2 separate regions of the Sus scrofa genome follow, and region 2 is linked to region 1. The links are chromatin contacts, called in public Hi-C maps. All regions are on one chromosome and are shown on one strand. Each heading gives the region's core, a stretch centred on a gene start, on an enhancer-like site or on the middle of the called end of the contact. The rest is flanking DNA. Distances are from core to core; before and after follow the strand shown. Region 1 holds the start of TRPV2 (transient receptor potential cation channel subfamily V member 2). Region 2 holds the start of CENPV (centromere protein V).

What was found. Hi-C and Micro-C count contacts between places; a contact is called where the count stands out from the background.
Region 2: a Hi-C map of skeletal muscle shows a contact between it and region 1, with 4 times the contacts expected there. The contact joins the promoter of CENPV here to the promoter of TRPV2 in region 1. A contact is called at or near these places in 2 of 5 promoter capture datasets (fetal liver and liver), 22 of 47 Hi-C or Micro-C datasets (adipose tissue, alveolar macrophages, blood and 12 more) and 2 of 2 datasets of contacts at active chromatin or transcription factors (alveolar macrophages and skeletal muscle).

The regions. Positions count from the first base shown.
Region 1 is chr12:59,150,648-59,154,371 of Sscrofa11.1, reverse strand. It overlaps TRPV2 (transient receptor potential cation channel subfamily V member 2), which reads left to right and starts at 1,739. Exons shown (of 19, transcript XM_013980349.2): 1 at 1,739-2,357; 2 at 3,622-3,724. The coding sequence starts at 3,647.
Region 2 is chr12:59,198,267-59,201,990 of Sscrofa11.1, reverse strand. It overlaps CENPV (centromere protein V), which reads right to left and starts at 1,950. Exons shown (of 4, transcript XM_021066287.1): 1 at 1,547-1,950. The coding sequence starts at 1,917.

The DNA of each region.
Region 1 (3,724 bases), core at 490-2,989:
GTCTCCCCTTTTTAATTTTCCCCCAGCAGCACAGTAATGCCCCCTGCATTGTGAGTGTAATTCAAAGTCTTCTTGAGCACCAGCTGGGAGCTGGGCCCTCCGCTGGGTGCTGAGGATGCAGCAAAAAAAGCAAGATCTCACCTCTTGGAGAGCTCGAGGGGTGAGGGTACGGCTGTGGATTCGAATCCTTGCTTTGTCATCTCCCAGCCGTGTGGCCTTGGACAGCCTGAGTTTCCTCATCTGTGAAATAAGGTTGCTCTGCGAGTTACATGTCAGGTACTGAGCAGTGTCTGGCACACAGTGACTGCCTAGAAGGTATTTGCTGTTGTTAAAGATGAAACCAGCCAATTAAATAAATGTTAACAATGGCTAATGAGTTATGAACAGAGAAATACAGAGTGTCATGGGACACAGAGTGGGGATCCCTAACCCAGTCCAGGATCTGGAAGAAGCTGCCCAGAGGAAGGGAAAAAACAGAGAGATGATTGGAGTTCCCTTATGGCACAGAGGGTTAGGGATCAGCATTGTCACCGCAGTGGCTTGGGTCACTACTGTGGTGTGGGTTTGATCCCTGGCCCAGGAAATTCTACATGCCATGGGCACGGCCAGAAATAAATAGTAATAATAATAGAGATGATGGACGGGTAGGAATTGGCGACAGCGAGGGCAGGGAGTGAGTATGTGTGTCAGATGCAACAGCTTGTGCAAAGACTTGGAAGCTACAGAAGAGAGCATGGCATATTGGAGAGGCTGCAGTGTGTTCAGAATGTCTAGAGAAGGGCTACCCACTGAAATTCTTTGCTATGAAGGAAAATTACATCTGTGCTGCCCAGGGTGGGAGTCACAAGCCACATGTGACTATGAACGCTTGAAAGGTGGCTAAAGTGACTGTAGAACTGAACGTTTAATTTTATTACAACTGACTTAAATAGCCACTGTGGCTAGTGGCTGTATATTGGCAGCACAGGTGTGTGCACTGATGCATGACGTGCAGGACACGGTTGCAATGAAAGAGGAAGTGGAGGATGGCAAGGACCTCCGGGCTGCAAGGGGTTGGTATGGAGCTTGCACTTAATCCCAAATGCCAGGGGAAGGCACTGGTTGGAGATGGGAGGGTTAAACTGGGGGGGTGAGGTGACCTGGTTTTCATCTTTGAAGGATCACTCTCATTGCTGTAAGGAGCATGGATTGGGGTGGGGGCAGGGGGAAGCAGGGAGACCAACTTGGAGGTGGCCGTGATCCCCCTGCAAGAGATGATCGTTTTTTGGGGGCGTGTTTGTTTTGTCTTTTTAGGGCAACACCAGCAGCACATGAAAGTTCCCGGACTAGGAGTCAAATCGGAGCTGTAGCCGCCTGCCTACACCACAGCCGCAGCAACGCCAGATCCGAGTCACAGCTCATGGCAATGCTCCTTAACCCACTGAGCAAGGCCAGGGATCAAACCTACGTCCTCATGGATGCTCGTCGGGTTCGTTTCTGCTGAGCCAGGAAGGGAACTCCTCTGCGATGATCTTGCTTTGAATCAGGGAGAGGTAGACAAATTGGAGGTTGGGAGTGTAGGGTTCCCTTTGGGCTGGATTTTAGGAGTGAAGGAAAGAGAGGGTACCTGGGGATGCTACTTACTTGGCTGGTGTCTGTGTCCCCAAGCCCCAAGTCTGCGTCTTGATCAGGACCAGGAAGGGAGGTCTAGTTTCAGAAGCACAGGTCGACCTCGCTGTCGGCCCCTGCTGGCTGGTGCTGGTAGCGCCTTTAGCTCAGGGAAGGCGGGAGCCTTCAGGGCCCCTGGCTTGGGGACTGGGGGGTTAGGGGCTGCGGGAAGGCCCCAGGAGATCGGATGGGTGGGGTGCATTTCTAGAGACAGGTGCTGGCCTGTCCCTCCTCTCCGGGGGGTGGGGGAACGTCCACATCAGCTCCCAGTCTGAGCCACATGGCCCCTGGGAGGCAAGTGGTGGGGAAGGGGAGGGGCAGAGGTCAGTGCAATGGAGCAAGACCCCTCTCCCCCTCAAACCACGACAGGCACCTCCCCACCCGAGACAGGGTCCTGCACCCAAGGGTTGCCTCTGATTGCCCCCCCAGTTCTGGGGCGTCAGTGGCAAGCAGTAGGTGTGGGGGCAGGAGTGGGAGGCGGAGCGTGTCTCCCCAGAGGAGGGTGTGGCCCGTGGTCCGGGTGGCCAGCGGCTCCTGCCTGGGGAGATCTGACCTCGCTGCAGCCAGGCGGGCGAGCCAGGTGGGCTGAGCGTGCGGAACGCTTGGGGACCCCGGGGGGCTCGCCTGGCTCCCAGCCGCCGCGCGCCGCTCCTGCCGCACTTCCTCCGCAGCGCTGCCGCCCGCGGCCGCCGTGCGCCTCCGCCGAGCCGGTGAGTCAGGGATGATGCGGGCGTCGGAGAGGCCCGGGCCCCCAAACCTGACAGTGAAGGCTCCCTCCACCTGGCCTGCCAGACCCTTCCTCTCGGCCGGGGGTGGAGTTGGGGGTCCAGGAGGGGCAGGGGCAGGGCAGATAGCTGTTGCTGCCCAGGCTTGGGAGTGGTGGGCTGGGAGGGAGAGGAGTGAGGCGATGGGAGACATCAGCCAGGTTAAATGGCCTGTGGTCCGGGAAGGACGCCTCGGGGTGGGCAGAAAGATGCTGGGTCAAAACTCCGTGATGAGGCCTCCCCCGCCTCTGTGGGAGGATGCGGCACCCGGGTCCCCGGGGCGCTAGGGCTGCGCGGAAGAGGGCCCGGCCCCGCCGGCGTGCCGCCCGCTCTCCCAGTCCCCAAGCTCTGCTTTGCACCCTGTCCCCTTCTGCCGCCTGCTCCCCCCCGCCTCCGCCTTGGACTCTCGCCTTCTGTCTGCCTACCCACCTGGGGGCCCAGGGGCTTCCCCCTCCCCGCACTGGGGCCCCACCCCTGGCCCTGTGGTGGCGCTGGGGTCTCAGCCCTCCCACGAGGGTGAGATTGGTGCCGGGAGCTGAGCTCCTGGCCCCTCCAGCCTGGGGCCTGGAGGGGCAGCTGGTCAGGAGGGGCTCTGAAAGCCCCTAGAAACCCTAAAGCACAGAGAGGGGGCATTGGATGCCTTCAGAGTCTAAAAACACAGATGAGCCCCGAAGGGTTTGAGAGCTGAAGAGGAACGCCCTGGCAGGGCGGGGCAGGTCAGACCAGGCTCTGCCCACAGCTTGGGACCCTGGGAATGTCACTTCCCCTTTCTGAGCCCTAGCCGTCCTGGTGGCAAAACGAGGGCTTTGATAGACCAGTGGTTTTCCAACGGTTTCCCCCAGAGCCGGCCCCCTCTGCGGTGGGAGGTCGAGGGTCCTGGCCCCACCTGAAACTGCATTTTTACGTCATGAATATGGACCCCGGGTAGAGAAAGGGTTGTGCTCTTAACACAAACACTTTTGGACCCGCGGCTGTGGCCTCTTAGAGATCAGGATGTCCCAGAGCGAAAGTCAGGGACAGTTGTGGTCCCCGTTCCCCCAGCCTGGACTTCCGGCCCTGTGTACCCCCCTCTCGCTCCCCCGCCCCCTCCTGTTGGGCTGAACTCTCTAGACGAGGAGGCTGGGTCTACTTGGGCCCAGCTTCTAAACCTCTCCGGTCACGGGCTCCAGCCAGCCTCCCGGGCGGTGCCTCTGACTCTCTGTCCCCACAGAGGTTCCAGCTGTCCTCTGCTTAGGATGGCCTCGCCCTCCAGCCCTCCCGCTTTCAGGCTTGAGACGTCAGACAGAAGCCGGGAAGATGGTGCTGAGCGGGAC
Region 2 (3,724 bases), core at 701-3,200, 47 kb before region 1:
GATAAAGGCGGTACAGGCTGCTCTGATAAAGAAAGGCGAGGGGACCCAACCGCATCTGCTGGTTCCGAAAAGCCTTCGGAGAAGGGGAACAAAAGGCTCCTGTGATTCTGCTAGGTTCCTCTCCAGTATTTTGCATAAACATGACTCTTCACAGAGCTATCCACATCTTAGGCACAATTTTTATCCTTTTAAAACTTACTACATGTATGTTAGGCCCTTAATTAACCGTGAACACTTGATAAATCAGACTGCTTCCCGAAAGGGCTGAACACAGAGAAAACATTTCACTGTGCCGTCTCAAGCAATAATTAGAGGAAAAATAGCTCACTGAAGTTTTAATTTGCATTTATTGGGTTATTAAGACTGAATGCTTTTTCGTGTTTCTGTACCAGCTGAATCCGTTAGCTTGATGTATTAAAATTTTCTTCTGCTTTCCCAAATGCTTACTGTAAAAAATTCAGTAAGTATGAATTACTGCATAATTATATATACTGTAAAATTCAATTTACAACATCCGATGTTAAAAATCAAAGTCTCCTAAATCCTAACACCCAGAGGGCTGCACAGTTAAGTATTTGCTATATGTGCCTCCAGACTTTCTTCCATGCACTAATGTTTTAACAATAACAGTGAAGAGTTAGTTATATATTTTTAACTTAGCGAGTTTTGGTTTCTTTTTGACAAATGTCTGCAACTTTGCGCCAATCTGATAGGTAAAAAAATCCCACCCTTTTTTGTCAACGTTTAAAAATCCTTCTCTTGATCATCTGTCAGTCAGTGCGCAAGTAAAAAATTACTTCGAGTTTGCCTTGTACACTTCTGAGACCTTGATATGCCCCCACTCAGCAGCAGCTGGCACAGCTGAGGAGCTCGAAAATGCTGCTGTAGAGAAATTGTCCAGCTCATAGTCCAAGATGATGGATGAGAGAGTGAAGCACAGGGAAAACCAAATATTCCGTCTCTGAAGAAGACTCATCCTAACGCGAATTTCTTATGGAGCAAGGACAGAGGACATTTTTGTCCAAGAAAAGGACTAATCCTCAGGTTGTTACGCAACTGTTAGGTTGTTTTGTTTTCTCGGGGGGTTTCAGCTTGAAATGATGGGTCCTGAGAGACTCAGGGCGCTAAAGCACGTCCCTGCCGCACAGCTGCTCTACGGGGCAGCAGGGGCCCATGGAGACCGGGACCCCCGCAACTTAGGGCTCACGGCTCGCGCCTCGGCCGCCCTGAGGTCCCGCCCGCGGCGGTTGCGAACCGGCGGCCCGCGCGCTCCTCCCCGCGAGACGCGCACACAATAACGGGCGCCCGGTCCCCGCACAGTCCCAGCTCCCCCAGGCCCTGCCGCCCCTCCCGGCCGCTCTCCACACCCGTGCGCAAACCCCAAAGCGGCTCCGGGACCGGGGCAGCCGGGCGCCCCTCTTCCCGGGAAGGCCGGCCGCTCGGGCGCCAGGCGCGGGCCGGACGCCTCGGCCTTTGTCCGGCCGGTGCGGCGGCTCGAGCGCCGCGGGAGACGTTACGGGCGCCGGCCCGGCCGCGCCGCACTCACTAGGTGTCCAGCAGCAGCTTGGCGGCGCCCTCGAAGCTGAGCCTCTGCCGCTTCTGGAACGTCTCCCAGCGCTCCCGCTGCTCGCCCAGGTCCAGCTCGGACGCCGAGGGCGCCGCGGGCGGAGGCGGGGGCAGCGGCGGCTCCGGCGGCGGCTCCCCGGGGCCCGCCTCCGGCGCCCGCGGCGACGACTGCGGCCGCCGCTTGGCCGACGGCTGCCTCGTCGCTGCCCGGCTCCCGCCCCCCGTCTGGCCCGCGGGTGTCCGTGCGCGGCCGGCACCGGGGGCCGAGGCGGCGGCCGCAGGGGCCCTGGAGGCCCCGGTCCGCTTCTGCCCGCGTGGCTTGGCCGCCGCGCCGCTCCTCGCCCGCCGCATGGCTCCCGCAGCCTGGCGCGCAGGCCTCGCCGCCGCGCGTCCCCGCTCCGCGCGCGCTCGCTGCGCCCACGCGCCCACGCCGCCCGCGCGCGCCCGCTGCCCCGCCAGCCCAGGGGCCGCTGCGCCCGCCCGGCCGGTGCTTGCCCCGCCGCACCGCACCCAGCCCGCCCCCGGCCGCGGGGCCTGCACCTGCGCCGCCCCGGCCCGCAGGCCCTGTGGGACCGCGCCTGGGCCCTCCTACCCCGACACCCGGAGCCTCTGGGAACCTGCCGAGGCGCCTCCGCGCCCCGAACCCGAGGGCTTCTTCCTACCCTGCTGAGTCCTGAATTCAGAGCCACTTCTGCGCAGACACCCCGGGACGACTTCACCTCTCACATGTGGAGGACAGCACCTGCCTGGCAGGAGCTACGCGGCGCATGGGGAGCTAATCTGGGTAAACGGCCGGGCACCTGCAGCTGCGGGACACACAGCAGGTGCAATCACTGATCCTAAACTTGGACTTTTCTGCCAGATTATAAAGCAGCATCTTTAGGATTCCCTCCTGGCTCAGCAGGTTAAGGATCTGCGTTGTCACTGCTCTGGTGCGGGTTCTGTCCCTGACCTGGGAACATCCGCATGCCAGGAGTGTGGCCAAAAATAAATAAATAAATAAAATAGAACGTCTTTAAAAATAAATTTAAAAACAAAACAGAACAGCGACTTCAGAATCTCAATGGGCAGCAGATCCTTTAAACGTAATAAATGAATTCCGCACCAAATCCCATTATGATGGTTTTGTTGAACATGGTACCGAAGTTTAAAGACAAAAATCTTGAGACCCACTAATGGAACCCAAGTATTTTCCAAACCTATTTTGTTCCTCTATTTTATTCATATCTTCAAAGAAATAACGTTCTTTTACTCATTTTTCTACATTTTTGTTTTCTACTCCCTTAATGTCAACATTCCTTTTTGTTTTTACCTTACCGTTAGTAAACTAATACATAGTTCCTTTATTTTTAGTATTTGGTAATAAAATATTAATGACTATAAATTTTCCTCTGAGTATAGCTTTAGCTGTGTGGATTAGAGTTTCACTGAAGGTATAGTTTATATGCAGCAAAATGCACATATCTTAAATATACAGCTTATGTAATGGCCACCAATTTAAATATTGACTATTTTCAGCACTCCAGAGAGTTTCTCTCAGGTTAAAGAAAACACAGGGGAGCACATTTTTTTTTTTTTTTTTTTGCTTTTTAGAGCTGCACTCGCTGCACATGGAGATTCTCAGGCTAGGGGTCAAATCAGAGCTGTAGCCGCTAGCCTATGCCACAGGCTCAGCAATGAGGGATCCGAGCCGCATCTGCCACCTATACCACAGCTCATGGCAACGCCAGATCCTCAACCCATTGAGCAAGGCCAGGAACAGAACCCATAACTTCATGGTTCCGAGTCGGATTCGTTTCCACTGCGCCATGACGGGAACTCCGGGACCACTACTCTGACTTGAATCACCAGAGCTTGGTTTTACCTGTTTCTGAAGCTTTAAAAATAGCATGTACTCTTTTTTTTTTTTTTTTTTTTCTTTTTAGGGCTGCACCTGTGGCATATGGAAGTTCCCAGGCTAGGAATCAAATCAGAGCTACAGCTGCTGGTGGGATCCGAGCTGCATCTGCTACGTACACCACAGCTCACAGCAACACCAGATCCTCAACCCACTAAGCAAGGCCGGGGATCAAACCCGCAAGCTCACGGATCCTGGTCGGGTTGGTTAACAGCTGAGCCACAAAGGGGACTCCAGCATGTACTCTTTTATGTCCAACAT